2 separate regions of the Mus musculus genome follow, and region 2 is linked to region 1. The links are chromatin contacts, called in public promoter capture Hi-C maps. All regions are on one chromosome and are shown on one strand. Each heading gives the region's core, a stretch centred on a gene start, on an enhancer-like site or on the middle of the called end of the contact. The rest is flanking DNA. Distances are from core to core; before and after follow the strand shown.

What was found. Capture Hi-C pulls out chosen DNA fragments and counts their contacts.
Region 2: a promoter capture Hi-C map of liver shows a contact between it and region 1, with 2.1 times the contacts expected there. The contact joins the promoter of Denr here to the promoter of Brap in region 1. A contact is called at or near these places in 4 of 39 promoter capture datasets (hippocampal neurons, liver and pre-B cells) and 1 of 9 other capture datasets (liver).

Annotation. Positions count from the first base shown.
Region 1 is chr5:121,658,372-121,662,381 of GRCm38.p6, forward strand. It overlaps Brap (BRCA1 associated protein), which reads left to right and starts at 2,192. Exons shown (of 12, transcript NM_028227.3): 1 at 2,192-2,477; 2 at 3,629-3,790. The coding sequence starts at 2,396. It overlaps Acad10 (acyl-Coenzyme A dehydrogenase family, member 10), which reads right to left and starts at 2,139. Exons shown (of 21, transcript NM_028037.4): 1 at 1,922-2,139.
Region 2 is chr5:123,905,565-123,909,574 of GRCm38.p6, forward strand. Denr (density-regulated protein) reads left to right here and starts at 1,711. Exons shown (of 8, transcript NM_026603.4): 1 at 1,711-1,802; 2 at 2,536-2,650. The coding sequence starts at 2,545.

The sequences.
Region 1 (4,010 bases), core at 942-3,441:
CAGCCTTGAATGTCCAAGCTAGCCCAGGCTAGCCAGCAAGAAAAGGGAGAGAGGGTGCAGGGAGGGAAGAGCCATGTTTGAGTGGCTGACATCCAGGAAGAGCTGTGACTCCTTGTCCCCTCCTGGTTAGCAATGCTAGTTTCCTGGGACTGGCATCTTCTATACCACAGAGCATCTTTGTTTTCTCCTTGTCAATCAGAATGAGGTTAGACTAATGTAGGCTTCCTGCCTCGATCATATTTCATAAACATCTACATGGTGTATAGTTTTATATTACAGACATGGTGTAGTAAAGACATAACAGATCTTGTGTTTGACTGGTTTCCAAGCGTGACTCTGCTATCCATTGACAGTGAGGTCCTATGTATGTTACCCTCTCTGAGCCACAGCTTCCTCCTCTGTAAAATGGGGATAATTTCAGTACCTATTGCAAAGGTGGGGGGGGGGGGTAACCATTGCCTAAGGTAAAGAATGTAGAGCTATCAAGTTAGTGTGTGTCACACTATTTAGGGTTACCTAACACGTGACTTGGGGGTGTGCCTCAGCAGAATGGCTTGTTCTTAGCACGATGAAGACTCTAGGTCAATCTCAGCACCATAAACTAGTGTCTGACACAGTCAGATGATCTACACTCTGTGGATGGCTTGTCCACTTTCATATATGCCCATTTTTCCCCATGAGGGGTATGATTTGGTGATATCTATGCTTTTTTTGGTGGTCACCACCAGGTGACAGTACCACTGAGGTCTATGGTTCACAGACACACATACACGCACCCCAAAAGGGTTATAGAAAGTGAAAGTTGAGCAGAAGTTGGGAAATCTTGGCATTAAAAGGCTTTAAGACATATTACATAGAAAATAGTATAAACACCTCTATATATTGTATGTTCCTGTTACAGGTACCATTTGTATCCATGGCCTCTCCCAGACCTCTTACACTATAGCATGTACACAATATTGTCCTTCCTGACATGTCATATTTTTTCTCCATATATGCACTAATCTTACCTGGCCTTTCTTCCTTTCTTTCTCCCTTTCTTTCTTTCTTTTCTCCTTCCTTTCTTTCTTTCCTTCTTTCTTTCTCTTATGTGTGTGTGTGTCCTGAACATTGTTTCGATTATATCGTGTGTATGTGTGTGTGTATTTTAGACACTGAACCCAGAGCCTATACCTAAAGCATTCTAACCCTTAAGTGCATTCCTCAGTGTGTGTGCTCACTATAGCACCTGCACAGAGGACAATCTTGAGTTAGTTCTATCCTGCCATCTTGTGAAGCACAAAGCCTTCAGCAGAAGCCTGGAAGTAACCCTGGCACTGATGAGGTGGAAAAGGCAGGAGGGTCAGAAGTTCAAGGACATCTGATTCCAATACGTAGAGAACATAGATTATCTTTTCTCCAATATATAGGGTTCTCAGTATCTTGGGCTACTCAAGACCTTGTCTCAGAACAACTCAAAACCTCAAAACAACTAAACAATGGCCAGACGGTGGTAGGGCAGGGCTGTATCCCACAACTCCAGAGGCTTAGGCAGGCAGATCTCTGAGTTCGAGGACAGCCTGGTCTACAGAGTGAGTTCTAGGACAGCTAGGCGTACTTGGAGCAACTCTGACTTGGAGAAGAAAACAACAAAAACAAACAAAAAATAAAACAAAACCAAACACATCCAAACCACAAAACCAAATTTAACCATGACCTATAGGCTTCCCAGCGTATCCCTGTCTCTTACACAGCGTTTTGTATCACACAACCGAGTGGTTATGCAATAACTAGCTCAGGATCGCACGAGTGCTGAAGCTTGTCCTGTCTGGGGCTGTTTTCTGTGTCCGCAAAAATAATCATCCCACGCAGCCCCGCAGTGCCCGGCTCTCAGTGGATTATCTGTGAAGTCATTGCGCTCCTAGCCAGCCCCTCGCCATACCTGCAGAAAGTTACAACCCTGAGGTCGAAGACCCAGGAAGCCTCAGAGTCTCTGCGGACCCATAGACTCTCGGTGAGCCCTGCGGGAAAACTAAGGAGGACAAACGTAGAGAGGGGTCAAACGCAAAATAGGAGCCAGGCGTCTTTGCGTGCTCTGCGCACGCTCCTCGGACCCTGTCCAGACGGTCAGCCAAGGGGGCAGAAGCAGCTGTCGAAAGCGCATGCGCGCCCGGGGCCTCGCCCCTTTCCGCGTGCGCGTGCGCGACCCGGCGGGTCAGAGACGGCGGCCGACAGGCGGAAGCGGAGGTTGTTGTGGCTCGGCAGGCTGCGCGCGACGGGGGCTGCCGCTGCTGAGGCGGCGGCCGCGGCTTCTGAGGCGGTGGCGGCGCTGCCGACCGCGGGCCGCTCGGCCTCTGGGCTCGGGCCGCAGCCTTCCGTCAGCCCACCGGGGCCCACGCCGAGCAGCGCCTGTCCTATGAGTGTGTCACTGGTGGTCATCCGACTGGAGCTCGCGGGTCACTCGCCGGTCCCCACCGACTTCGGCTTCAGCGCCGCCGGTGAGTCGGCGGCCTCGCGCCGGGCCGGAGGGTCGGCAGCCCTCGCTCCACCGGCCCCCGGACTTGCCGGGCGCCTCTGCTCGACGTCGCCCTCGCTGCGAGAAAGCGCGGCCCAGGGCGCGGGGGCGATGCTGTGCGCCTTTCCCAAGCTGGCAGTCAGACAGACCGGTGGGGAAAGGATTTGCCCAAAGTTAGGTGTGAGTGGCTGGAAACGCGAGTTTTAGCCCAGCCGGGGACCGAGAGGCTGACGTCTTCACCACCGGCCACAGACTTCCTTAGTGGGTCATGCAGCTTCGGCTCTTCCCGTGATCGTCACAACCTTACCTGATAGCATTGAGGATCCTGAAGTGAAGGCAGGAGGACAGGCAACCAGAAGCCAGGCAGGGTTGGGGGGGGGGGGCGGAAACCTGTCTCAAAAGACCGACGAGAAAAAGGTGTGTGTGGGAGGGCGATTGCTTGGTATCTGTCAAGAGTTTTGTCATGCCCTGAATCAGACTTGGTCTGATATGTGCCATACGGACTAAATGTCCCAAGTTGATGGAAAAGAGAAACGGACACTTAGTTTGGAGAGCTGGGCTGGCGCTCGTTCTCGGAAGGATGGCATCCTGGACACTCTGTGGGTCCATTCTTTGGAGCTGCAGTAGAAGAGTGTGTTGTGGTCTTTCTTGGTCTTTGAGACTCCAGTGACTTGATTTATTTCAAGGTTACAAGCGAAATTCCAGAGCTCAAAGTGACCCCTAGATCTGAAAGTCAGTTAAGTTGGCACTAGGCACAAACAGGTAACTTCATCCTGGCCCAGTCCTGGAGACATTTATGCAGTAAAGCCTAGGGGGAGAGTACCTACTGTGTGCTTAGATGTGTGGATCGGGTGCTGAGAACTCCTACTGTGTGCTTGGTTGTGTGGGTTGAGTGCCGTACTGGACAGGCCTGGTGCCTGCCTCAGAACTGATGTTAAGGAATTTCGGTCACATCTCCGGGTTTCTGAAATGCTGCTTATTCATTAATAAGTAGAGGGACAGAGGCAGACACTGGAAAAGAGCCTCATCCAGGGGGACACGCCATAGAGGAGCAGGAAAGCTATTGATTGATGTGCCAAGAAGTGAGAGGAATTTGTTCTGTCATTAGGTATTAATCTTTCATGTGTTCTCCAGCTGGAGAGATGTCTGATGAGGAGATCAAAAAGAAGACATTGGCTTCCGCTGTCGCCTGTCTAGAAGGGAAGTCAGCCGGGGAGAAAGCAGCCATCATCCACCAGCACCTTGGCCGTCGGGAAATGACGGATGTGATTATTGAGACCATGAAGGCCAGAGCAGGTATGCCCACAGGAAGCCTGGCCGCGCTCAAGTACTCTGAGCCCCTGGCTGGTTTTTGTTTTTTGGTTTTTGTTTGTTTGGTTTGGTTTGGTGTTTTTTGCGGTTGATGAGCAGCTGAGGCTGGGTACATTTGTTAATGAGTATGGCCTTGAAGTAATCTTGCTACGTTCACCTCCTGAGTGGTGGGATCATGTGTATGCATCCGTATGTCCAGTTTGCA
Region 2 (4,010 bases), core at 461-2,960, 2.2 Mb after region 1:
TGCTAGGTCGTGGGGCTGGTCCTCTGCTCACTAAGCCATCTCAATGGTCTCCATGCCTGGCTTTGGACATAGATCCTAGCAATCTAATTCAGGTCTTCGTGCTTACCAACTGGGCCATGCTCCAAGCTCTGTATCATGGTGTGCTTTTTCTTTTTCTTTCTGGTTTTTTGTTTGTTTTTTAAACATAAGTCTTACTGTGTAGCCTTGGGTGACCTTAAACTCAGCAATCCTTCTGTTTCAGCTGTCTAAGTGCTGAAACTACAGGCATATAATGCACACACACACACACACACACACACCACACACATACACACCCACACCCACACACACACCCACACACACCACATACACACACACACCACATACACACACACACACACACACCACACCCACACACACATACACACACACACACACCACACACACACACACACACACACACACACGAACACTCATCCACACACCCACACACATATATACAGGGTTTCAGGGTTTCTCTGTGTAGCTCTGGCTATCCTGGAACTTGCTCTGTAGATCAGGCTGGCCTCAAACTTAGAAATCCACCTGCCTCTGCCTCCTGAGTGTTGGGATTAAAGGTGCATATCACCCACCATGCTTAGCGAAATGTACATCTTTGCTGTGTGGGGTTTTTTTTTCCAGTCTGTAGATTAAACCCAGAGCCTTGTACGTTCAACACAAATGCCCTACGCTTACAGGCCAACAGCTTTGAACTTTGTAGACTAGGTTGGCCTAAAACTCAGACATTGGCCTGCCTCTGTCTCCCAAGTGTTGGGATTAGGGCTGGGCCTGTAACTCAAGGCAGAGCTCTTCTGTAGCATTCACAAAACCCTGGGTTCAATTCCCGGCACCAAAGGAAAGTTCCGGGAGGGGGGCCATATTTGGGTAGCTTAGTTCATGAAGGTGATGTTAAAAGCAAAAACGCAATGGTCTTTCTACCAGGCCCTTTCTGAGCTCCGAAAGTGTCCCAGTGCTATTCCTGTTTCACAAGTGGGACTTGGGCTGAGTATGCAGATGAAGGGATTTCCCCAAACTAAAAACAAGGAAGCAAAATTTAGACAAGGACCCGTGTGGTTAAAACCAGAAATCCTGAGACCGGATGGGAAAATCCCCGTTATAGAACACGTAGAAGGTGAAATATGCAAAAAGGAGCATATGGGAACAGTCGTCAGCCTGATGAAATAAATTCAAACAGTAATTAATATGACCTTTGCACGAGTAATTCCTATTTAGGGAATCGGAATGAAATAAAACCCTATGTCTCATTCAGCCACCATCTCTACGCCGTGGGGTGACTTATGCATCAGGCTAGTTAGTGGTTAGTCGGGACACTAGGATGTAGCCCAGACACTGGGGCAAGGCTGCCCACATCATTAATAGAGAGTCACCTGTGACTCAAGAACCTCTGCGCCAGTCCAGTCCACGCCCCACTGCGCAGGGACAGCCTGAGCCGCTGGCTCCCCCTTTGCCAATGGATAGCCAGCGCCCCCTACCGTCCGGCCGCCTCTACGCAACTCGGTCCCGTTTCCCCACCCCACACCCCTTCCCCCGGGCTCCACGCATGGGCGCATGCTCCTCCCTTTTTGGGCCCCGCCCACCCCGGCACGGTGGCGTCTCGCGACATCCTCCTAGCGGCTGGCCGGGGATATCGCGATAAAGGCTCATTGTCTCGCGCGAGCGCGCCCCAGCAGCGAATTTCGGGGCAGCCGTGGCCGGGAAGAGGAGTTGCATGTGTCGCTTCAGCTGGCGGGAGCGGAGGCGGCGGGGGCCGTGCGACCGGCTGGGTAATGAGCGCTCTCATTCGCGCTGCTGCGGCGGCCTCCCCGGGAGCTGGCGGCGCTGCCGAGGCGGCCCAGGCGCTGCCTAAAGCAGGAAGGGGGCCGGGCCGGGCGTCTCCACGCCCGCCCACATGGGGGCCTCCTGTGGAGTCCCCGGGATGTCCCCCTTAGCCCAGCCTTCCAGCGGGCTACCTGTCCTTTTCCCCAGGCCTGGCCCGATTTCCCCTCCCCAGGCTGTGGCATTGCCGTCCTTGTCCCTGGCTTGGTCTCTTTTCGGGATTTTGCTGTCGCCGCACCTTGCATTCTGGGCACCTCGAGTGACTTCGTCCCTGTCGTGCCAAGGTGTCCATAGCCTTTTAACTGCAGGCTGCATCCCTCCCATAGCAACCTCAGACCTGCCCCGTCTCTGTTGAAGCCACCAGCCCAACTCTGTCCCCCTTACTGCTTCCTCTTTTCCTCTGGTGTCCCTTTTTGCCCCTGCCCCAACACAGCCTTCATGGCCCCATTTAATTCTCGCTTCCCTGTAAACCCGTGGATGCAGGTAGATGAGGCTCCAGTTGATCATCAGTGACTCTAATGAGACTTCGTGTCCTTCTTTTAATAGACTCAAAACAGCTTTGGTGTTTGGGGGATACACAGTGGAAGCTAAGACTGCACCCCACCCCCAAGGCTGCTTATTTGGGGGGCGGGGGTCGAGCTTCTCAGATAGTGAAGTCGTGTGTGTCATTCTTGTTTCCAGGTTTGTGAGATGGCTACTGACATTTCTGAATCCAGCGGGGCGGATTGCAAAGGCGATACGAAGAACAGTGCCAAGTTAGATGCGGATTACCCTCTTCGAGTCCTTTATTGTGGAGGTAAGTGTTGGAACGACTGGCTCGCTGGTTTTTATACCTGATATTGATAGTTTCACATTTGGTCGTGTTCGCTCCCCCAACTGTCTTGGTTGTTGGGTGGATTCTTAGTTGAAGAGGGGGGGAGCCTAGTGAGGACCCATGGGTTGGTAGATGACTCCTTCTTTTCCAGGGTCACTTGGGTCTTGCGTCCTGGCCTGGAGGAGTTTCCTGGCCAATTGAAGTAGAGAGATACCAGGAGCCTGATCCCAGCCTGACTGGTGTTCCTTTGTAAGGAAAGCTTGTTGGAAGCTAAGGAGCCTTGGGGATAGTGAAGGATGGAAGAGCTAAGGTACAGAATCCTAAAGGAAATGAAGCAGGGCCTGGAGCTGTTGCTTGGTGGCACAGCACTTGTCCAGACAGTTCAAAGCCTCTACATTCAGTCCCAGTACTGGAGTGAGGAGGGGTCTGGGGGGAGCTTGATGTCTGACTAGAATCTTGAGTGGGTTTATTCTCCCCCACTACATCTTAATTTCATTTGTGCTTGTGTGTACTCATGCCACATCCATGTGTGGCTGTCGAGGACCTCGCGTGGGCCTTGGTTCTGTACACTGTGTGGATCCCGTGGCCCTCAGGCTTGGCATCAGGTGCCCCATATGCTCCTTGAGCAATGTTAAATTCTTACAGCACAGGGAGGGTGTTGGTTAAGGAGTAGACGGAGAAGATGAGGTCGGAGTGATGTGTAGTCCGACAGTCTGGGGAAAGTCCGGCTTGAATAATATGATGGGGTTTTGTGTGTGTATGTGTTTGTGTGTGCATGTGATAGCAGAGGTTAGTGTTGGATGACTCCCTGACTCACTCCGGTGTGTCAGTTCTTGGGAGAGGTCTCTCACTGCATCTGGCACGCACTAATGAGCTGGACCAGCAGGCTAACAGGCACTATGGATTCTTGGCCTCCCCAGGGTCGGGACTGAGGGCCTGTGGCTCGGCCTCCCCAGGTTTTACATGGATACTGAGGTTGCTGGGGATCCTGACTCAGTCTTTAGCCTTGCGTGGCAAGTCCTTCATTGAATAAGACTAAAGCATCTCCAGACAAAACCTTTTTATGCTGCCCTGGCTATCCTGGAACTCCTTCTGTAGACCCGGCTGGCCTCAAACTCAGAGATCCACCTGTCTCTGCCTCCCAAGTGCTGGGATTAAAGGCGTGCGCCACCACTGCTTGGCCCTGCTAGACTTTTTAATAAAATGAAGTTGGAGTTTAGTGAGAAACAGGCTCCACCTCCCTCCACCTCCCACCCCCGTCACCAAGGGAAAGGGGGTTTATGTAAATACCTGAGTGTATATGTGTGTGCCACGTGTGTGCAGGAACCTGTGAGGGGTTAGA